Regions from separate parts of the Mus musculus genome. Here all the other regions are linked to region 1. Evidence: chromatin contacts called from public promoter capture Hi-C data. All regions are on one chromosome and are shown on one strand. The core of a region is the stretch at or near the end of the contact, and the rest is flanking DNA. Distances in the headings are between cores, read along the strand shown.

Region 1 (3,100 bases), core at 547-3,046:
CATGGGCTGCACAGGGCCACCACCAATGGACATGCCAACATGGGCAGAGAAAAACCGGCGAAGCCTCAACCCTACACACAGAACTGTGGTCGCTGAGAAAAAGCTGCGAGTGGGAGAGCTGTTCTTCCCAAGGAAGAGCACACCAACTGGCTGTCCAGTGACAAATAGTCAGCCCTGAAAGCATACATAAAATAATATTATATGGACTGAGGAGATTAGATATAGGAATATATATATATACACACATATATACGTATATATGTATGTATGTATATATGCTCAATAATAATTAAAGAAAAAAGAGGCCAAGGATTGAAAGAGGGGGAGGGCCACATAAGAGGGTTTAGAGCAGTGGCTCTCAGCCTTCCTAATGCTGTGATCCTTTCATACAGTTTGTGGTGGTGACCCCAAACCACAAAATTATTATTGTTGCTCTTTCATAACTGTTATTTGTCACAATGTAAATGTCTTTTGGAGACAGAGGGTTGCCAAAGAGGTTGCAACCTGCAGGCTGAGAAACATGAAGGAAAGGTTAGGAAAATGTGTTACAATGTATTATAATGTCAAAACCTAAGAAGAAAAGGACCTGAAGAAGATCACAGTGGTGGCTGTGCATGCAAGCCTGCAGCAAGAGGCTGAGAAGCGCCTGCATCTGAAGCCAGCCTGATACAGAGTGAGAGCTTACCTCAGACGGAAAGGTAAGGAAAACCAAAGAAGATGCTAACTCAAAGTACTTTCAGTCTCCCTTTTCTGCGATCATAATAAAAAGGACAGCTCTAGCTAAACTATATGAATAGTATTGGGGTCTTTTCCAAGGTAAAATTTTCTCAGACAGAAAGATAAGGAAGAAAAAAATGAAGAAAGGATACTAACTCAAAGTCTCCTTTTTCTGTGATCTTAATAAAAAGAACAGCTCTAAGAAAACTATATGGGGGCTGGTGAGATGGCTCAGCGGGTAAGAGCACTGACTGCTCTTCTTAAGGTCCTGAGTTCAGATCCCAGCAACCACATGGTGGCTTACAACCACCCGTAATGAGATCTGACCCTCTCTTCTGATGCGTCTGAAAACAGCTACGGTGTACTTATAAATAATAATAAATAAATCTTAAAAAATATTAAAAAAAGAAAACTATATGGGTAGTATTGGGGTCTTTTCCAAGGTAAACTTCCAAAGATGATACAACTCAGAACTATTTAATAGGAAAACTCTTCACTGCATGACAGGCTTTCTTGTTTATTTTGTGGTGATCAGCAGCAGCCTTGGTGCCCACTAGATGCCAGTAGTGCCACAGATCGAGCCATGGCCATCAAAACTGTCTTCAGACATTGCTAAATGTCCCCCAAGGGACAAAACGGCCCCCCATCTGAGACCACACTACTCAAGTGAGATCATCTGACATGGAATGTTTGCTTTCATGGCATCCCAGCTGCCTTGCAAGTGCCTAGTCTCTTGTCCAGTCTTACTTGTTTGTTCTATGTCTCCTGACTCATCTTGCAGACAATTTATAATGCTAAGTACACGATATGAGAAGTAGCTCCTGGGCAACAGCCCACAGGAGCATCAACGCTCGCAGTGTCTCCAAGCCAGAGAAGGCAGACTGCAGGCAGAAAGCCTGCATTGTATTAAAGTCACACAAAAAAACAATTCCCAAAGACAGCAGGACAATAGCCCCTTGTTCCTCAGCTAAAGATCCACATAAAATCTTCTTTCTCACAGAGCAGCTTACAAGAGCAGTCCGTCTTTGCCTCAAAGCAGAGAGTGCTTTCACTGGCAACAGCACACGATCTGAACCTTCCGTGAAAAGGAGCAGCGGGCAATCCTAAGAAAAACTAGCACCCTGCCAAGAGACAAAGCCAAACACCAATGTCTGCTTTGGTCTCAAAGATGATTTACCCAATAAATGTATTCTGAAAACTGCTGCTGACAGTCCGTTATCCAGTCCATGACCAATAGGAATATTCTATTTTAATAGGTCAACACGGAAATGCTATTTTTCACTATTAAAAAGATAAAATCTTACCTGGTATAATCCTAGCTACTTGGGAGGCTGAGGCCAGAAGGCTGCCAATTTTAAGACCAATCACATTATTCAAACAGTAAAACAAAATAAGGCAAGAATTTAGTGGAGCTTTGGACTATTTAAATTCTGCTTATATTTTCCTATTAAAAGATCACAAACAGGGTGCTGAGTGTATGTCTTTAATCCCAGTACTAAGAAGGCAGAGGCAGGTAGATCTCAGAGTTCAAGGCCAGCCTGGTCTATACAGTGAGTTTCAAGCCAGTTAAAGCTATATGAGACTCTGTCTCAAAACAAATAAATAATAACAAAAACCCAAAAAACACAGACACAGAAATAAAAAATCATGAACTGGGGATGTCCAGATGGCTCAGCAGTTAAAAGTACTTGCTACTCTTCCAGAGGACCTGGGTTTGATTCCCAACACGTGAATGGTGATTTACAACCATCTGTAACTCCAGTTCCAGGAGATCTGATGTCATCTACTGGGCTCCAAGGGCCTCAAGCATGGGAGCACACACACATGCATACACACACACACAGTACACATACATACATGCAAGCAAAATAGTACAATACAGTAAAATTAAAATTAAAACAATTTTTACAAGAAGATCACAGCTGTGCGTGGTCTTTAATTCCAGCACTCGGGAGGCAGAGGCAGGTGGATTTCTGAGTTCGAGGCCAGCCTGGTCTACAGAGTGAGTTCCAGGACAGCCAGGGCTATACAGAGAAACCCTGTCTCAAAAAAAATCATGAATTAAGGGTCCAAAGAAATAAATGACTCTCTCCTACCTTTTGCTAATATAATATAGACTTACCATCTAGAATTTCTTCAGAAAATCCCGTTTTCTCAAAATCAGTGGCATTCTGACTGTACAAACCAAAAAGCAGGTAATTTGCCAGCTCTCTACAGCCTTCATTGTACCTGCTGTCAATTCCTGCAAAGCAAAGAAGGCTTAGGATTAGCTGGCCTATACCATGGAATACAGTAAGAGCCCGTTTAGTAAGGCCTTGATGGCCAAACCAGGTTTGTGCTAAAACTAAATAAATGACCCCTTGTAAGAGAAACGGGCTGAGGC
Region 2 (3,260 bases), core at 422-2,921, 91 kb before region 1:
TACCAAGTCCAACAAGAACACTCTTCCTCCTTAGCCTCCTACCTACGCAGCTAGCTCAGCTGTCTGCCAAGACAACAGTTTTTGCTGTCCCTGTGGACTGGTAATGGGACCAGCAGGGCACAAGTATGCTGGAGACACCAAGTTGTTTTCTTCTATCAGATATTTGCTTGCTGGGCTGATTCAGAAAGCTCAACTCCAACAAACATATCCCCAGTCAGCACCCCCACTGAGGTACATGTCCTATCCCCCCCACTTCCAGGCACATTGCTGTTACTCTCATCCCCAGGAGAGCACTGAGCATCTCAGCAGCACTGCAGGGAAGTTATAATTTATTCTGGATCTCCAGGACCCTTAGGGATCTTGCTGATTTAGAGGTTCCGTTTGCTGTCCGTGGAGCAGCAAGGCCAGGGCAGGAGTGCTGCTGCTGCCGCTGCTGGAGGAGCTTTAGTGCGTTAAATGAGAAGCTGTGGAGCATGTATGTCTACCCAGCAGGATACAAGGAAGTCGCCGGAGCTTTCCCTGGAACCATTCCACATGCTGTAGATTTCAGAAAGGCAACAGCATGAAGGAAAGCCTACTGTATCTGATCAGATTGTGATGGCATAGAACCAGGAAGTCGAATATATCGCTTACCTTGTGAACACTGGTCAAGACATTTAGGAAAGAGAAATCTAAAGAGAAAAAAAAAAGTATTTCAAAACCATTTATTTCAGTGATCATTATTTCCCACAAAAGCATGAATCTGGGAGAGAGTGTAGGTACCAGGTGGTACTGAGCAATGAGTACCCTGTAAGCATCTAAGATAGTCATACAGGCACTGAAGCTTGTGTTCCATAGAAATTCCTACATGGCACATGGCAGGGAGGATATGGGAGCTCTGAGAGCTCTTCAGATCACAGGGAACAGAGAGAAGCTTCATCTTTGTCACTTCTGGGGGCCAGTGAAGCATATGTCATTGAGTTGCTGAATTACAACCTCGGTCCAAGCTGGTCTTTTAGAAAAATATATTGTTGGGGCTGGAGAGATGGCTTAGCGGATAAGGAGACACTGGTTGCTCTTCCAGAGGACCCAGGTTTGATTCCCAGCACCCACATGGCAGCTCACAGGCATATGTTAACTCTAGTTCCAGGGGATCCAACACCCTCTTCTGGCTTCAACAGGCACTGCATGCATGTGGTACACATACTTAAATGTAGGCAAAACACCCATAAACATAAAATAAAAGTAAATCTTTAAAAAAAAGAAAAAGATACCTTCTTGAGTAACAGGAAATGTGAAGGGAAATGATAAGGGTTAAGCCATGGGACTCTACTAGGACCAAGGGTCCAAGGTTCCATGCCTCTGTTCTGTAAATTTACTTAGTGCTTTGTGTGTCAGTGTGCACATACATGCACATGTGCCTTTCCCTGCTGAGTCATCCTGCCAGCCCTACTGTGCACCATCTTGCTGGCCCTACTGTGCTTCTCTACTTTTTCTTTTTTGTTGTCATCACTGCTGTTCCTGTTTTTGAGGGTCTCACTGTGTAGTCCTGGCTATCTTAGAGCTCACTCTGTAGACTAGGCTGGCCCTGAATTCATAGAGAGCCTCCTGTCTCTGTGTCCTAGGCGCTAGGACTACAGGCATGTGCTACCAGGGCTGGTCTTGTCATGCTTTTCTGCATTCCTTTATGTGCAAGCTATGACCTCAGTTCCTCTTTAACCTTTTCCCCAACAAAGTGTTGGAACAATCAAATTCAGGGCACTCTGCTTTCTGGTAAAGTACTCTGTAACTGAACTATAGCCTCAGGCCAATCCTCCTCTCAAGTCTAAAAAAGAACAGAAGCAGGAAGAAGACTGACTGGACAGAGGTGGGGAGGGTGAGGATCCAAGTGAGAGTTCAAACCAGGCCTGGTGGCACATGCCTGGAACAGGAAGTACTTAGGAAGCTGGGGCAGGGGCTCTTCCCTTTCAAATCAAGACTGAGGCCAGTAGGGCTTCCAGAGCCCATTTCCAAAACACTGATACAGACGAAAACCAAACAAGATGGAGCTGATCTTTATCTCTTCAGTATGCAGAAGGAAAAAAAAAATCACACTCCCAAAATACAGACCTGGAACGGTGGCGCAAACCTTTAATCCCAGCACTCAGGTGGCAGAGGCAGGTGGATCTCTGCCTAACCTACAACCTAGGCTACACAGTAGAACCCTGCCTCAATAATTAATTAATTAATTAATTAAACTAAAATAAGAAACAAATTAAAATTCTAATGTTATAATATTCCTCTTAGAGAGGGGACCTACCACTGATGAGAACAGCTGCCTTGTATCAAGTCCCACTAAGGATGGGCACCACACAAGCAGGTAGGCCTGGCTTTGTTGTTATCCACTGGCCGATGAAAAGAGTAGACTCTGACTTATCTGACTATACATTAGCAGATGAGAAGCTTAGGCTGAGGTCAGGAAAGGAGACTGAGCATCCTGCCCCAGGCCTTCCACACACTGGGCCTGAGGCCAGGTCTAGGCTGTCTGGGTCCACAGAGCTCTAACGCTCCCACGTCAGCTAGTGTGAGGCTCAGGAGTATATGCAATAGCTGCTTACATACCATATGAACCAAATTTGGTGAGTCCTATTTTAGGCTGTGACTCTCTCATGGTTTATTCCTTAAGATTCTAGGAGGAACTCCTGTGTGCTAAAAGCAGGTCCAAAAGACCAGGAACAAAGAAAGACAGCTAGCTACACCAGAGGCTCTGACTTCATTGTGGGGTGTTAGAAGTGTCTATGTCCTTAAGTGCCTGTGATTTTGGAGTTCAATCACTTAGGCCCTTTATGAGATCTGTCTCCTTTCTCATAGCAGCCCCTGGCAATTCACCAAGATTTTCCACATGGCATCATATCCTGTCACAAGGCTGAACATGAAGCCTCTGACATGGGAAGGGGCCAGTAGGGGTCAGTAAATTGCTGATGGAAAAGCTGGAGGAGATAAGTATGTAGATCACATGGACTTAACATGCTGTCTTAGTTACTTTCTATTCCTGTGATAATCCAAGGCATCTCATAAAAGGAAGTGTTTGGCACATGGTTTGGCTAGAGGAGGAGGAAAGGCATGGTGGCCGGAACAGCTGAGAGCTCACATGTTGATCCAAAAGCAGGAGGCAGGGGGTCGAGAGAGCACTCATAGCAGTCTTTTGGAACCTCAAAGTCAGTGACACACCCCCTCCAGCAAAGCCACACCTCCTAATCCTTCCCAAATAGTTCCATCAACTGGGGACCAGGCATACAAAA
Region 3 (3,149 bases), core at 576-3,075, 110 kb after region 1:
GATTAGTGAAAAGATGTCATGGTTCAGGAGATTGGTAGTCTCTGTGGGAAGACAACTCACTGAAAGGGAGGAAATAGCCTGGAAGAGATAAAGAGACAGTGATCAGCTAGGAAGCTTAAAATTTAAATTTTGTTGGAAGTACTGTTAGGAATACTAGCAGAGGCCAGATGAATGTATGGTTAAGTTATAGCAAAGGAAAAGATTGTTAATGGTGAGGTTAGGAATGCAGGGTGACACCAACCTGTAATGTCAGCATTAGCGAGATAGAAGCAGGTGTTTAAGGCCATTCTCTGCTACTTAGCAAGTTGAGGCCAATCTGGACCACATGAGACCTTTTTTCAAAAATAAATCTCCTTAAACAAAAGAGGCTGGGTTTTTTGATAGATTCTTCAAGATGTTAATGTAAATAAATGGAAGACCAAGGATGGCATGCTAATATCCTCAGTGTCTGAAGAAGGACTATGTAGTGTTGGCTGCTGACTCTGAAGTAAGTGCTCATTACTGACAGATAGTGTATCTTAGAGCCTGGCAGATGGGATGGAAGTGAGGAAGCAAGTAGCACCTTTGTATATTATGTTCTAAGTAGCCAGAGATACTTGACACAAAACAAAGTTGAGAAAATGTATCTTCTAGAAAATACAGACATGGAAAGGTGTCCTTTCTATAAAAGAGGTATTAAACATTAACCTGAAAAAAAAGTTAGCAAATTGGGCTTTGGCAAATGAATATAGTCAAGTTTCATTTTTATTTTGTTTTTTGTATATGACTGTTTGGCTTGTTGTACCATGTGTGTTCCTGGTGCCTAGGAAGTCAGCTGGAGTTACAGATGGTGTGAGTTGCCATGTGGGTGCTGAGAGATGAACCTAGGTCCTCTGGAAGAGCAGTTAGTGCTCTTAACCACTGAGCCATCTCTCTAGTTCCTTCTGTAGAATTTTCATTAATTTACAAAGGAGAAAGTATAAATGATAAAACCATGAGAAGATAGACCGGCACTAGAATTAGTGGAGTCAAAATGTTAATGATATGTCAGATACGCCTTATATGAGGAAGTTGCAAAATTATGAAAATCCAGGCACTCCACTGAGTTAGAAATCTAGGCTCTGATGCATACTGCTATGGTAAGGTAGCAAGTGGCCATTGAGTGCAGAAGTGAGTCTGGATGGGTCTTCTGGTGTTGTGGAGCACACAGACTGCTGTCTTCTGCATTGCAGTTTCACCTGTATTTCCTTGGAACTACTTAGCTTTGCAACTAGGCGTTAAAAAAAACTTTATATTTATGGTTTTAAGTTATTTATTTGTTTTATTTTATTTTATGAGACATAGTCTCACTCTCTAACCTAGGCTGGCCTGGAACTGCCTAGGTAACTTGAGCTGGTGATTCTCTTGCCATAGCCTTCTAAAATTTTAGATTGCAGGCATAAGCCAGACCACTCCTGACTTTTGTAGCCATTTTTCTGACATGAAGTGTAACTTTGCTTTCATAACTAAAATGATTTAGTTGTTTTGTTATTGTTTAATCCCTTTTGCTTTGAATGTATCCTTTTGTGTGGGTGGCAGATATATAACCACAGACTTTTCCACAGGCATCCTACCCTAGGTCCAGAAATGACTCTGAGACGTCTTATATATGAATGAATGCCTAGGCCAATAGCTTTGGCTGATTTCCACGGGTTCATAGCTCAGTTATCCCATTTAAACTAGTCTAAGTCATGCCATGAGGCTACATACCCCTCCTTCAGTTTCAGGCGACTGTCTTCTCAGTTGTGTAATGTCCTATCCTCTGTTGCTGCTCCCCAACCCCCATCCTTGCGTCATAGTCCGTCTGTCCTCGTCTCCCCCCATTTACTTGCACAACGGACTCTACTCTAGAAGTCCTCTCTGTGCTGGAGCTTGCACCTCCGCTCTCCCCGTCTAAGCTAATAGGCAACAGCATTGTACAGACAGGTGATGCTTCCATACATCGCACAGGAGATTCTCCCTACACAGATACTTATTCATCCAGCGTGAATGCAACCGTCCAGGCGTGTTCTCCTAGTTGTAGTACATGCTGTTGTATCAGTCTGATGAATTTCTTTGTCTTTACAACCAAGAAAGATAATACTGTAAGAAATTTTGACTAACATTTTTTCTTTATTTAAATTACAGACTAACTGGCTCTTCTGGATTTGTAACAGATGGACCTGGGAATTATAAATATAAGACGAAGTGCACATGGCTCATTGAAGGACAGTAAGTTATAATGGCTGACTTTATTTTAATTTATTATAAGAGCACAGTATAGCACAAAATACTTCCATGTGTGTTATTGCTATTTCTTGAGACAGGACCTTTCTGACTGAGTAACTCAGGCTGACCTTGAATTTTGCTATGCTACCTCTGCTTCCCAAGTGCTAGGGTGGTAGGTGTGGACCACCATGCCCTGCTGCTAAAATACCGTTCATTGATGCTTTTCATTTGGATAGTGTTCTTGCTTTTTAAAATTTACTTTTTGGGGGACCAGAGAGATGGCTCAGTGGGTAAAGTGCTTGCTGAACAAGTCTGGTTATGTGAGTTAATCCCTGGCTCCCACAGTGGAAGAGTGACTCCTGAAAGTTGTCTTCTGACTCCCACGCTTGTGCATGCACGCACACACACAAATAATAAAATAAAAAATTAAAAGGAAATTTTCTTTTTTGGGTGATAGGGATTGAACCTATGACTTCACTAAGCAAGTGCTCTATTGTTAAATAATTCCTTTAATTTGTGGGTTTTTTTTTTTTAGGTTCCAAGTTGACTTAATGTTATAAATGAAAGATACATACCAGAAATTTGCATATTTCTAATAGTTTAAAAAACTTAGTTAAAATCTTTTTAATAGTTTGCTTAAATCTTTATATAATAATGCTATTATATCATTTTTCTAAATATTGATTTTATTATCAGCAAAACAGTAAATGAGCCATCAGAATAACCACTGTAGCCTGTTTCCCTGGCCCTCTGTCCTTCCATCTGTCTATCTTCTCTTTTTTTTCCTTTTTTGTGCCTGTCATTTAGGGCAAAGCATTTTAGTCTCTGAACAAAACTTTGAAATTTCCAAGTAACTCTTGTTTATTTGTTGTGTCTCATATTCAACCCAAGAAATATTATTTACTAACTCATTTAAAAGCAAC

The links. Capture Hi-C pulls out chosen DNA fragments and counts their contacts.
Region 2: a contact with region 1 is called in a promoter capture Hi-C map of adipose tissue. The contact joins two enhancer-like sites. A contact is called at or near these places in 2 of 484 Hi-C or Micro-C datasets (pachytene spermatocytes and stem cell-derived motor neurons), 1 of 115 datasets of contacts at active chromatin or transcription factors (embryonic stem cells) and 3 of 9 other capture datasets (adipose tissue, liver and pancreatic islet).
Region 3: a promoter capture Hi-C map of adipose tissue shows a contact between it and region 1. The contact joins two enhancer-like sites. A contact is called at or near these places in 4 of 39 promoter capture datasets (the 3T3-L1 cell line, the C10 cell line, hippocampal neurons and 1 more), 2 of 15 datasets of contacts at CTCF or cohesin (both in the NIH/3T3 cell line), 82 of 484 Hi-C or Micro-C datasets (the 3T3-L1 cell line, 3T3-L1-derived adipocytes, the AML12 cell line and 50 more), 9 of 115 datasets of contacts at active chromatin or transcription factors (the HPC-7 cell line, acute myeloid leukemia, astrocytes and 5 more) and 3 of 9 other capture datasets (adipose tissue, liver and pancreatic islet).

The regions. Positions count from the first base shown.
Region 1 is chr2:130,817,630-130,820,729 of GRCm38.p6, forward strand. 4930402H24Rik (RIKEN cDNA 4930402H24 gene) reads right to left here. Exons shown (of 37, transcript NM_029432.2): 3 at 2,840-2,959. Among named protein-coding and RNA genes, the nearest start is that of 4930402H24Rik, 21 kb to the right of the region's middle. Within about 2 kb of position 1,797, at least 82 of the 459 cell types and tissues checked have an H3K27ac peak or open chromatin away from gene starts, as enhancers often do. A contact at or near this core is called in adipose tissue and liver, where this site is marked.
Region 2 is chr2:130,726,515-130,729,774 of GRCm38.p6, forward strand. 4930402H24Rik (RIKEN cDNA 4930402H24 gene) reads right to left here. Exons shown (of 37, transcript NM_029432.2): 29 at 634-671. Among named protein-coding and RNA genes, the nearest start is that of Slc4a11, 31 kb to the left of the region's middle. Within about 2 kb of position 1,672, at least 14 of the 459 cell types and tissues checked have an H3K27ac peak or open chromatin away from gene starts, as enhancers often do. A contact at or near this core is called in adipose tissue, where this site is marked.
Region 3 is chr2:130,931,241-130,934,389 of GRCm38.p6, forward strand. It overlaps Atrn (attractin), which reads left to right. Exons shown (of 29, transcript NM_009730.3): 2 at 2,146-2,229. Among named protein-coding and RNA genes, the nearest start is that of Atrn, 26 kb to the left of the region's middle. Within about 2 kb of position 1,826, at least 31 of the 459 cell types and tissues checked have an H3K27ac peak or open chromatin away from gene starts, as enhancers often do. A contact at or near this core is called in adipose tissue and liver, where this site is marked.